Regions from separate parts of the Mus musculus genome. Here region 2 is linked to region 1. A link is a contact called in public promoter capture Hi-C data. All regions are on one chromosome and are shown on one strand. Each heading gives the region's core, a stretch centred on a gene start, on an enhancer-like site or on the middle of the called end of the contact. The rest is flanking DNA. Distances are from core to core; before and after follow the strand shown.

Evidence for each region. Promoter capture Hi-C pulls out the DNA fragments that hold promoters and counts their contacts.
Region 2: a promoter capture Hi-C map of second pharyngeal arch cranial neural crest shows a contact between it and region 1. The contact joins the promoter of 3110082I17Rik here to the promoter of Adap1 in region 1. A contact is called at or near these places in 20 of 39 promoter capture datasets (3T3-L1-derived adipocytes, the C10 cell line, the HPC-7 cell line and 15 more), 7 of 484 Hi-C or Micro-C datasets (Sertoli cells, bone marrow-derived macrophages, cerebellum and 4 more), 5 of 115 datasets of contacts at active chromatin or transcription factors (bone marrow-derived macrophages, embryonic midbrain, embryonic stem cells and 1 more) and 3 of 9 other capture datasets (adipose tissue, liver and pancreatic islet).

What each region holds. Positions count from the first base shown.
Region 1 is chr5:139,322,743-139,328,841 of GRCm38.p6, forward strand. It overlaps Adap1 (ArfGAP with dual PH domains 1), which reads right to left and starts at 2,722. Exons shown (of 11, transcript NM_172723.4): 1 at 2,539-2,722. The coding sequence starts at 2,620.
Region 2 is chr5:139,457,507-139,463,605 of GRCm38.p6, forward strand. It overlaps 3110082I17Rik (RIKEN cDNA 3110082I17 gene), which reads right to left and starts at 3,028. Exons shown (of 5, transcript NM_028469.3): 1 at 2,963-3,028.

The DNA.
Region 1 (6,099 bases), core at 1,472-3,971:
AATTAGAAGCAAGCACTTCCTTCCTCTCCCTTAGCCCTCCAGAGCTGCAGGTCAGGGCTCCTGAGAGTGCAGGTTTCACCAGCATCTAAGCAAGAACGAGTGATTCTAAAGTCGTCCAGGCCATCCAATGGCCAGATGCTTGCAGAGAGAACCTGCCACCTTCACGGACAGCTTGGGAGACGCACAACACACCCTCCCTCTCCTACAGCCTTTGGCAGGACAGGGATACCAATGGAGTCTTGAAAGAGAATGAGCTAAGCCCTGTCAGCACCCCACAATAGCTGAGGGTGAGTTATACACAGCCCTTGACAGGACAAAGACTCCAATGGAGTCTTCAGGAAAAGGGTCCTCCCTGTCAATAGCCCACTATACCTGGGGTGAGAAAATATCTGTGGTGGGTGATGGATGGACCCCAACGTCAAGATACAGACTGGGGTGAGGCTCACTGGGTGCTTTCCCACAGCCGGGTGAGACTGCTCAAGGCTGCCCTGGAGCCTTGATGGTCAGAGGTGACCTGGGCTTGCCATGATGTTCTGCTGTCTAAGAAGATGTCATTATTCCCCAAGGTACCCTTGATCCCCCTGGAGTGGTCAAGAACACCCATGAGCCAATCCAGAGGACCACATGGAACACACATGTCTCCCCACCTCAACAAGGCCACCACAAGACAGGAGACTCCAGAACAGCATCACAGAACACAGGAAGACCCAATTACCTACTAAGCACCGGGGGCCTGTGCGGACCTGCCATCGGAGTCACGAGGCAGGCGTTGTGGCTGAGCCCAGGAGCTAGGCAAAAATGGGAGGTTTGTATAGACAGTGCGTGTGGGCCCCGAGTGGGCATCAGGAAACCCAGGCAGCCTGTGGACACCCAAGTGAGTTCAAGCTGTTGAGGCCTCAGTTTCCCTGCTCATAAAATGGAAACAAGCCTCATACTTAATCTGCCTCGCAGGTGGGGGAGGGGGAGAAACAAGCTGTTATTATAAGGCAAGTCTGAAAATGGGCAGCTTGGCTTACAGCCAGCAAGGGCTGGGCCCCAAGAGGGCAGTAGCTGCGGCAGCCAGTGGCCTGGGACTGGCTAAAGGGCTGCTAGGACATTACATAGGTGAATGGTGTAGGGTGGTTCCTATTGAGCCTTCTGGAAGCCCCTTCTTCCTCCTGCTCAGGCCAGGAGGTCTAGGGAAAGTAAAAGCTGTTCTGGCTGGGTGGCCAAGGAATACGAGGTTAGGCCAGCTTCTCTCGTGGGGTTTGCTGCCCCCCCCCCACAAGTCAGGCTTGGAAGCTGGGCAACCCATCAGCCCTCCTTACAGGGGACTCCAGCATAGCCAGCTTTCCTAAACAAGTTGAAAGGCAGGTCTGAGAGAGGGAGGTGGGGAGAGTCCACTGAGCCAGGCCAGCTGGCAGCAGTACCACATAGCACCAGGGAGGCACCACCCCGCTGCACCACCGTCAGGGCCCTGCGGTGCCCCAAGAGACCAGGAAAGGGCTACTTCATCTTGCCTACTTCCCACTGAAGCTTGGTCAATGTCTCCTCCCAGGGACACCAGGGCCCCTGGGGTGGCATGCACTTACTATTGGCTAGCAGATTCTCAGCCTCAGGCTGGCACTCTTCAGCCCAGAGGCGGGGATGTGGGGGAGAGATGGGAAGGAGGTCCTATTTACAGACTGCAGGCTTTCCGCCTGCATCTCAGGGAGATAGAGTTAAGTCCCCAAGGAATTGATTCCTGGTATGTTCTGAGGGGTTCATGCTAGGGCCCCCTGATATCCCTGAAATGCCCTGTCCCCACCTGCATACCCAGATAGGATCGGCCTGGGAGGGCCAGCTCTCAGAGCCTGCCAGCTGGTCAGAGAACCCGGCCCTTTTTCCATAGCCAATCCTGAGCCCCTGTGTTCTGGCCCCTACAAATCCTTCCAAACCTGGAGCAACCAAGGGACAAAGTCTGGAAGATGTCTGACATATGCGTCTATGACTCCCACCTGTCCCCGACTGTCCTGATCCCAGAGAAGCTAGGTAGAGAGAGCCAAAGGCACATGGCCAGAATGTCCTCACAGGGCCACCCAAGGCTCTGCATCCTCCCCCAGCCTTGAGTCTGTACAAGACGGTGGCCCCAGGCAGGGATGCCATGACGTCATCTCCAGGTAGCTGGGAACCAGGTGGACCCCATACTCCCTGGCAGACACCCTGGGCTCACTGGCCGCTTTCCTTGCAAGCCAACCGCCCCTGCTGATTTCCTCTTTTTTTTTAATACCCCGAGACGCCAAGGTTTCGCAAGGCTGGGGAGGGGAGGCGGCTGCGGGTGACAGCGTGACACGCAGCCCGGCGGGGGAGGGGAGTCGGCGGCACAGGTCGCACGGAGCCCGCGAGGTGCCCTCCGGATGCTGCGCCTCACCACTGCCAGTCCCTGACGCCGGCAGGTGCACCCGGGCCGCGCCCCAACCCAGCCAGGACCCAGCGCGTGGCGCGTCCCCATCCCCCGCGCCCCCCACGCAGTCCTGTCCACCCGGCCGCACCCCGCGCCTCCGCCCGTCCCGCACCTACCCGGGGCTCCGCAGTCAGCGCAGCGCGTGTTCCCCGGCCGCGTCAGTAGCTCCAGCAGCGCCCGGCGCCGCTCCCCGGCCATGGCTGCGCGGCCACCGCGCCGTCCCGAGCACGCCCGCCCCGCTAGGGCCCCGCGCCGCGCGCCCGCCGCCCGCCTTGCGCCATCGCCACCGCTCAGCCCGCGCGCCGGCCCCGATCGTGTCGCCGCGCGGGGCCGCCCTGAGCGGAGCTGCGCGCGCGGGGACCGGGGAGTAACGCACGGCGCGCCCGGGACGGCGCGGCCCGCGGGCGGCCCCCAGCGGCGCGGACAGGGAGCGGCCTCTTGGAGAGCCCGGCCTCAACGGGTCCACCTGGGGCGGGGTCGCAGGGAACCCGCGCTGCGGAAGGATGGGCCACCCAACACGCAAGCGTGCCTGTTGGGTTGAAGCTGAGGTCGCGGGCAGCTCAGGCTAGCCCTACCTATGAATGACAAATTCCAGTACTAAAAGGATCGAAGGGCTCCACCCTCACACGTGTCCAAGTCTATAGTCTCATCTCCAAGAGATAGGACAAGAACTGGCCACACCCTTCCTGATCTCTGGCCCGCTCCCTCCCAGAGCCGGGTGTCTGCTTCTTTAACTGGCCCTAGCATTTCTTTTCAAATTCCATTTTCTCCATTATAAACGCAATAGTAGCCATTTAGAAGCCAATGGCCACACCCAACTGAGAAATGAAAGCCATCTCCAAAGCCTCCTGAGAGTCTACTCCTGCTAATATGTCACAGCCAGGGTGTTGGTTGCTCTATGATTTGGCCCCACAGTGTTCCCTGCCCCGCAAAGGCCCCTGGGTTAAGGGCACAGTCCCCACGGTGATGCTATAGTGTGGTCAGGGCTACTGGGAGGAAGTTAGGTTGTTGGGACCCTAGCCTCTTCGTTATGCTCTCTCTTGCTTCCTGGGGAGGAAGGGTCCGTTTTGTCCCACCACGTATGTCATGCTGCTTTACTGCACATTGTCTTTCTGAGTGTCTACTTTGATGTCATGAACGTTTGCAATCCTGGCCGACTCCACCTGGTGGCCCTCTGCTGAGGCTGTTGTCTTGCCAGGGGCATCTGTCCCTCCTGACCTGGCTGTCATGCCATTGCAGAACTTGTTTTGGGATCAGGAGACAGAACATGCAACCTGCCCCAATGCACATTTTGGAGGTCTTGAGGCCGGTGGCGCTGTAGGCTTGTTGTTTAACGGATCTAATGTTTTTCTCCTGAAGCCTACTGGAGCCTGGCTCCAGACCTGGCACACAGCAGGAGCTTGGAGAATGAAGCAAAATGCAGACTGCTGGGGGCTGGGGAAGTGGTTCAATGGATAGAGAGCTTACCCAGCATTCACCGAGCTGCGTATTGTGTCCTCGGCACCACAGAACCTAGGAGTACTGACGGATGCCTCTACTCTCAGTGCCCAGGAGGTCGAGGCAGGAGGATCCGCTGTTCAAGGCCATCCTCAGCTACACATCTAGTATGAGGAGAACAACCTGGACTATACGAGACCCAGTCTTTAAAAACAAACAAACAAACAAGCAACAAAAATACAGAATCAAGACAAAAATAGACTAATGGTAGTAGTTGTGTCCCAGGTCTCTAGTAATCCAGTCAGTCTCAGACTTGCAGCAATCCTGCCACCGTCTCTTGAGTGCTCAAATAACAAGCATGGAGTGCCACCTATGCTTTCTTATTCAACCCCCATTTTATAGTCAGGGAAACTGAGGCACACGTATGCATGACAGAACTAGAGTGACAGCAAACCCGAGAGACAAAGAGACACAGACCCCATCTCCCTAAAGAGAACAAATTGTCAGTGAGGAAGCTCCTTCCTGGGGCCAGACCGAGGCCTATCAAGGACAGCTCAAAGGCAGCAAGGCCTGAGCCTGCACCCTGCCGTCTCAGGCCTGTGTTGCTGCCAGCAAAGATGATTCACCCATCTGAGCTTTCCTCTTCTCTGCCCTTCCAGTCCTCTCCTCTGCTGTCCAGGTCTCGGCTGTAGACCCCAGCCCCAATACCCTAGCACTTCCCAGGCCTGGGTTGGGCATCTAACCAGAGGCCAGGCGTCTGCCTCCTCAGAGCATATGGCCACACTGGGTAGGAAGTGCCTCAGACGGCTGAGTGCCTCCTGCAGCACCCAGTGAGTGCAGGAACTTACACACAGTAGGTCTTCAAGCAGCTGCCACCAGAGGCTCAGAGGCTGGGAACTGAGCCCAGAGCTGTTGAAAGTCAGGATGGCCACTCCAGCCTAGTAGCTGGTCTCTAAGGACCAGTGACAGCCCCCTGCCTCCCCTCTCCACTGCCTGCTTGTGCTGTGAAACCCTGAGTAAGGAATTGTGCAAGGACCCAGAAGTCCCATCGTGCGACCCAGCCGTGCTGGCAGCTGTCCTTGCTCTGAGGAAGGCAGAGGCGAGCCCTGTCTCCCAACAGTTTCCTTTCTCATTATCACAAGCTGATGGTCCCCTGACAGGGTTTGTTTCTAAGGTCACAACGCAAGAACTGATATGGGCCATGAAGAAAGCTCGAGGGGGGGGGGGTGAAACATCTGCTTCTTGTTTGATTCATTGTGTGTGTGGTGTAAGCATGTATACATGTGCATTGTGTGTGCAGTGCACATGTATGTAGAGGCCAGAGGTTGATGTTGGGTAACTTCCTCTATCACTTCGTTCCTTATTTGGGGAGACAGGGTCTCTCACTGAACCCTGGAGCTGACCAGTTCAGCCAGGCTGGCTAGCCAGCTTGCCCCAGGGATGCTCTAGTTCTTCCTCCTCAGTGTTAGACTTATAGAGCCAAGGTTTCCATGAGTGTTGAGGATCCAAGTTCAGGTCTTCATGCTAGCACAACAGGAACTTTACTGACAGCCATCTTTCCAGCTTCTTGGCTTGACTTTTTTTTTTTTTTTAAGATTTATTTATTATTGTGTGTAAGTACACTGTAGCTGTCCTCAGACACACCAGACGATGGCGTCAGATCTCATTACAGGTGGTTGTGAGCCACCATGTGGTTGCTGGGATTTGAACTCAGGACCTTCAGAAGAACAGTCAGCGTTCTTAACCGCTGAGCCATCTCTCCAGCCCCGACTTTCTTTTTTAAGATGTAAAAATTTATATGAGTATAAGAGGGTCTTGTCTATATGTTTATATGTGTACCTCATGCACGCCTGGTGCTTGCACATACCAGAAGAGGGTGTCATATGCTCTGCAGCTAGAATTGCAGACAGCTATGAGCTCATATGGGAGCTGGAAACTGAAACTGGATCCCCTGCAGGAGAGCGGCTGAGGCATCTCTCCAGTCCCAGTGGCTTGGCTTCTTATTTGCTTGTTTGTTATTGATTGATTGATTGATTTTTCGAGACAGGTGTTCTCTGTGTAGCCCTGCCTTTCCTGGAGCTTGCTCTGAGACCAGGCTCAGGATGACCTCAAACTCTCAGCCTGAGTACTGGGATTAAAAGTATGTGCCCGTGGTGGCGCACGCCTTTAATTCCAGCACTTGGGAGGCAGAGGCAGGCAGATTTCTGAGTTTGAGGCCAGCCTGGTCTACAGAGTGAGTT
Region 2 (6,099 bases), core at 1,778-4,277, 140 kb after region 1:
GTTAACCAGGAAGTCTATTTGCGAAGAAGATGGTTCTAATGTTACCAGGTTCTAAGAGACAGCAGCTCCCAACTGAGGCAATGAGGGTTTGTTCTAGTGAGCATCTGCGTTTGTTTGTGGTCAAGTGACTTTCAACAAGGGTACCGTGACAATTCAAAGAGCACTCTATCCACCAGCTGCTGGAAGACTGCTGAAGAGTCACGGGGGAAGTGAGTATGCACTCAGAACTCACGCAGGGCGGACCAAGCCCCACATGTCAAAGAGTCCAAGCCTAATACACTTCTGTTTATACACAATATAGACCAGGCTGACTTTGAACTCACGGAGATCCGCCTGCCTCTGCCTCCTGAGAGCTGGGAGTTGGATTTAACAGGTCAGCCTACGATTGCTAGACTCTCCAGGGATGAGCCCTCATGGCCCTGGAGAACACTGTGTTCTCTCAGGTAAAATACCAGGAGCTAGGGCTGGCGAGATGGCTTAGGGGGTAAGAGCACTGACTGCTCCTCCAAAGGTCCTGAGTTCAAATCCCAGCAACCACATGGTGGCTCACAACCACCTGTAATGAGATCTGACGCCCTCTTCTGGTGTGTCTGAAGACAGCTACAGTGTACCTATGTATAATAATAAATAAATCTTTGGGCCTGAGCGAGCGGGGTTGACCAGAGTAAGCAGGGGTCCTAAAAATTCAATTCCCAACAACCATCTGTACAGCTACAGTGTACTCACATACATTAAATAAATACCAATAACTAGATAGTCAAGAGAAAAATAAGCTGGACTACCTCATAACTAAAACCTTCTGTCCTTGGGCTGGAGAGAGGCTCACTGGTTACCAGCTTTTGCAGAAGACCCAAGTTGGCAGCACCCATCTCAGGCAGCTCAAAATCAACTGTAACTCCTGCTCCAGATCCAACACCTCTGGACACACACACACACACACACACACACACACACTTAAAAATAGAAATAGAAAGGAGCTATTGAGATGGCTCATAGGTTAAGAGTACTTACAACTCTTGCAAAGGACCTAGGTTCAGTTCCCAGCATCCACACGGTGGCTCACAGCTACCTGGAACTCTCCTATCACCACCTCGAATCTCGCCATAGGAGAGGCAAGATGACAGATTCACACACTGCATCCAGCTTTTTATGTAAGTCCCAGGGATCGAACTCAGGTCCTCAAGCTTGTGCGGCAAGTGCTTTTACCCACTGAGAACTCCGGTTCTCGGAGATCTGACGCCTCTTCTGAGCTCCATGGGATCCTACGCACACATGGTATACACACACACACACACATTAGCAATTTTAAAAAATAAATGAAAATAATAAAACAAAATTTAAAAGCTTCTCCCAGGGAACAGTGCCAGCAAGAAAGTAAAGACAACTCAGAGCAGTGCTTGTCTCACACATTACAGGCAGGAAATCTGCATGTGGTGGAGCCTGAGAAGAACTCTTTTTGTTTTTCTGCTTTTCAAGACAGGGTTTCTCCATAACCTGGCTGTTGTGGAACTCCCTCTGTAGAGCACACTGGTCTCAAACTCACAGAGATCCACTTGCCTTTGCCTCTAGGGATTAAAGGCATGCATGGCCACCACCACAGAATAACTCTGGCAATTATACAATAAAAGAATTTGGGCACCAGGTGGGGTGGTGCACACCTTTAATCCCAGAGCTCTAGAGGCGGAGGTGGGAAGATCTCTGTGAGTTCGAAGCCAGCCTGGTATACAAAGGGAGTCTAGGACAGCCAGGGCTTGCTATACAGAGAAACCTTCTCTCAAAAAACAAAACAAAAACCAAACAAAAGAAGTGGTGGGGGAGGGGGAGAAAGCAATATGGTTCAGCAGGTAAAGGCGCTTGCCACTAAGCCTGAAGACCTGAGTTCCGTCCCTGCCTAGCCTGTCGAGTCCACTGTCACATACAAGGTAGATGGCTGCTGGGGACCACCTAAAGTTGACCTCTGGCACACACACACACTGCAAACTCTAGAATGGGCAAAGGTCTTGAACAAACAGTGAAGAACATGAAAAGATGCCCAATGTCACTAGTCCTTTAGGAAATGAAATCCAGAGGCACTGACTGCTGCTTCATGCAGCAAGGAAATAAGAAGACAGAGGGCTAGGAGTTCTCAGTGGGTAAAAGCACCTGCCGAACAAGCCTGATAATATGAGTTCGATTCCTGGGACTTACATAAAAAGCTGGATGCAGTGTGTGAATCTGTCGTCTCGTCTCTCCTATGGTGAGATGGAAGGCAGAGACAGGGGGGTAAGCCTGGGGTACACAGTGCAGCAGCAGAAACCAGAAAGACTATGCCTCAGCAAGCTCAAAGAAGGAACAAGACTCCCTTAAATTATCTCCATGGTACCTAAGACCATTAGTAAGAGATCTTCTACAGTCAAAAACCTGGGCTCCCTAGATCTGGGATTCTTATTCTGGCCCCCGTTTCTTCCCAGAGCCTTGAGTGACACCGATACAGAAAAGGAACCCAAAGAATCTTTTTTTTTTTTTTTTTTTTTTTGAACGGAGTCTCATTTAGAAGACATGGCTAGACCGAGCTAGCGGCAATTTTTTTCAGTCCCAGCCTTCAGGATACTGAGACCACAGCTGTGTACCACCACACCCAACTTGTAAGAATGGATACATGGAAGGACTGTTGGGTGCATGAATAAGTGGGTGGGTGGATGAAGGATATAGATGAATGGATGGGTGGGTGCCTGGATGAATAGGTGGGTGGACGGATGGATAATTGGGTAGAGGAGTGGATGGACGTTTAAGTAGACGGAGGAGTGGACGAATGGCTAAGTGGTCGCCTGTATCAACAGGGGTAAATGGGTAGGTGGGTGGTTGAATAGATCTCTGGAAATCCACGTGGAGAGCTGCGCAGAGACGCACAGCCCGGCCCAGGACCGCGTCTCCCCGGGCGGATGCGACAACCCCCCGTCACCCCACCCTACCCAGCACGCACCTGCAGCTCCCACTCTCGCACACCTCTGCCACGCGCCTCCACCACCAGCTCAGCAGGTTCCGCGCCGTCCCGCCCTCAGAAGATCAGCGCTATCCATTGGATCGGGAAGGCGTCCATCTTCCAGCCAGCCAATGGCCGCCGCATGGGAGGGCGCAGCCCTGGCGCAGGATATTGGCGTCATCTCTCTGAGCTGAGAGCGCAGTCAGTTGCCAGGGCAACACCTGGTGGCGTGGGCACGTGCGGCCGAATTCTGGCCGCTGGTGCTGGGCTGAACAGATAGAACACCTCTCAGAGAATTCCAGCAGGTAAAGTTAGAATATCCGAGGGGTGCCGGGCTTGGAGGTGCACGCCTTTCGTCCCAGCCCTAGGGAAGCTAGGAAGAAGGATTAGGAGTTCAAGGCTATCCTCCGCTGTGTAGGGAGTTCAAAGTCGGACCCTGTTGTAGCCTATAATCCCAGCACCAAAGAGATAGAGGGAGGAGGATCAGAAACTCGGGGTCTTCTCGAGATTCATAAAGGCCAGTGAGATGCCTCCGACGGTAAAAGTGTTTATTGTAAAGCTTGGTAACGTTAGTTTGATGTCCAGGATCCATAAATCGGAAGGAAAATCAATTCCCACAAGCTGTCTTCTGACCTCTAAACACACACACACTAAATAAGTAAATATGTACATTTCATAATATATGTATGTGTACACACACACACACAAAGTAGTGAAGAAGTAATGTAAAGGGTCTGGCATAGCTGTCACTGGCCTTGTAACAGGGCCATAGACCTTAGTAGGCCACCAGACCTTAGCACACTGACTCCACATTGGAAGTACCATGAGGCTGTAAAACTTAGCAGCACATAGACAGCACCACCTGCCCAAACTAAAACAAGGGCCTAGTCCATCAGAGTCCATATAGTGCTGGGAAAGTCTCAACACACACTAACCTTGCTTTCCAGCCTCTCTAGTTCCACTTCTGGTTTACTCTTCTTTTTAACTGTGTGTCAACTCGGAACATGGTTTTAGTGCTTAAAAAATCACCTGGAAAAAGGCTCAGTGCTACACTAGGATTCCATCACCCAGTGTAGTTGCTGGACAGCTAATAAAGATTTTCTATTGGCTTAAACCATGTCTAGCAGTCTTCTCTTCAGAGTACCCCACAACAGCCTTTAATTCCAGCATTGGGTCAGAGGCAAGTGGATCTCTACAAGTGTGAGGCCAGCCTGGTCTACATAGTGTGTTCCAGGTTAGCCAAGGCTTAGTGAGACCCTGCTTCAAAATGACAAAATTACAGATGGAGTGGGTGTGATTTATTGCTGATGCTGCTAGCCAACTAAGAGGAGACAGTAAATTCCTTGTGATGCAGAATAGAGAGAGGGGAATTATCAAGCAATGAGAAAAGACAGACTCCCTCACCTGAGTTTTGTTGAAGCCTCTAACAGGCTGAGAATCAAGAACTCTAGCTCAGCTGGCATTTGCTGTGAAAGTGGCCAACACAGAGATAACAGGTAACAATCTTTCTGTATAAGGATACCTTATTTTATTTATTTTTTTTTGAGACAGGGTTTCTCTGTTTAGCCCCAGCTAGCCTGGAACTCACTCTGAAAACCAGGCTGGCCTTGAGCTCACAGAGATCTGCCTGCCTCTGGCCCTGGTGTGCTGGGATTAAAAGCATGTGCCACCACTGCCTGCCCCAACTCTTTCCCTTCCAATTTAAATGTATTTGTGGGTTGATCTCAGGGATTCTTACATGGTAGGTGAGCACTCTACCAAGTTATGTCACCTGCCCAGCCAGGTGCCCCGACTCCAATCATTTCACAGCTCAGTCTCTTCCTACCTACCGACTCTATACATAGCATTTGAGGCCTTCTGGACTTTCTTTTCTGTTCTAGTTGGCTGTCTTTTACATTTATGTGGTATGTATGTGTGTGTGTGTGTATGGTGTGCATGGGGCAAGTGTGTAGTGTGCATGTATGTGTGTGTGTGTGCTCAGGTAAGTGTGTGGTGTGGTCTGTGTGGGGTGTGTGTGTACATGTGTGTGGATGAGTATATAGTGTGTGTAGGCAAGTGTGTGGTGTGAATGTGTGTTTGTGTTTGTGTGTGTGCAGGCAAGTGTGTGGTATGTGTGTAGTGTATGAGTGTGTGTGGTGGGCGTGTGTCATATATTTGTATATGTTCATGTGTTTGTGCATACATGTATGGAGGCCAGAGGTCTTCTTCATGGTGTTTTTCTCTATCACTTTGCCGAGTAACTTTTTGAGACAGGGTCTTTCACTGAACCCAGAGCTTACAGATTCGTCGAGGCTAGATCACCAGTGAGCTCCAGCTATCTTCCTGTCTCTGTCTCTCCAATGCTAGAATTACGCAGGAGAACCGTCAAGCTTGGCATTAAAAAACAAACAAAAAAACCTGGATCCTGGGAATGCAAAATCAGGTCCCCATCTCCTTTCAGCAAGGACCTTACCAACTGAGGCAGCTCCTGGCCCACACTTACTTTTAATCTGAATTTAAGCACTGACTTCCTTGCATCCGGAAGCAAGCTTGCTGCTGATATTTCTAACCAGGATCAGCTTCCCTTTGTAAACTAATTTAGAGAAAGCAATGGACACTGTCAGGATGTCGGATCATCCAAATAGACTTTCCATCGATCTGTATCTGCTTCTTTTCTACTCCAGACACTAAGTATCCCAGGCTAGCCTCAAACTCATAATTTTCCTACCTCAGCCTTTCCAGTGCTGTCAGGATAGGCATATGTTGCCACATCCTGGTTTTTGAATTTAGTCTCTGGGGTAGATGATATATGTGTTCCATGCCATAGAGGTCTTCTCTAGACCTTAATGGGTTTATCATTAAGTCTTCTCCTCTCCTCCTCCTCCTCCTCCTCCTCCTCCTCCTCCTCCTCCTCCTCCCTCCTCCCTCCTTCCTTTCCCTTTCCCTCCTCCTCCCTCCTCCTCCTTCTTTTTTTTTTTTGTTTTTTTGTTTTTTTGAGACAGGGTTTCTCTGTGTATCCCTGGCTGTCCTAGACTCACTCTGTAGACCAAGCTGGCCTCAAACTCGGATATCGGCCTGCCTCTGCCTCCCAAGTGCTGGGATTAAAGGCATGGGCCACTACTGCCCAGCAAGTGTTCTTCTTTACTGCTTGTATAAAT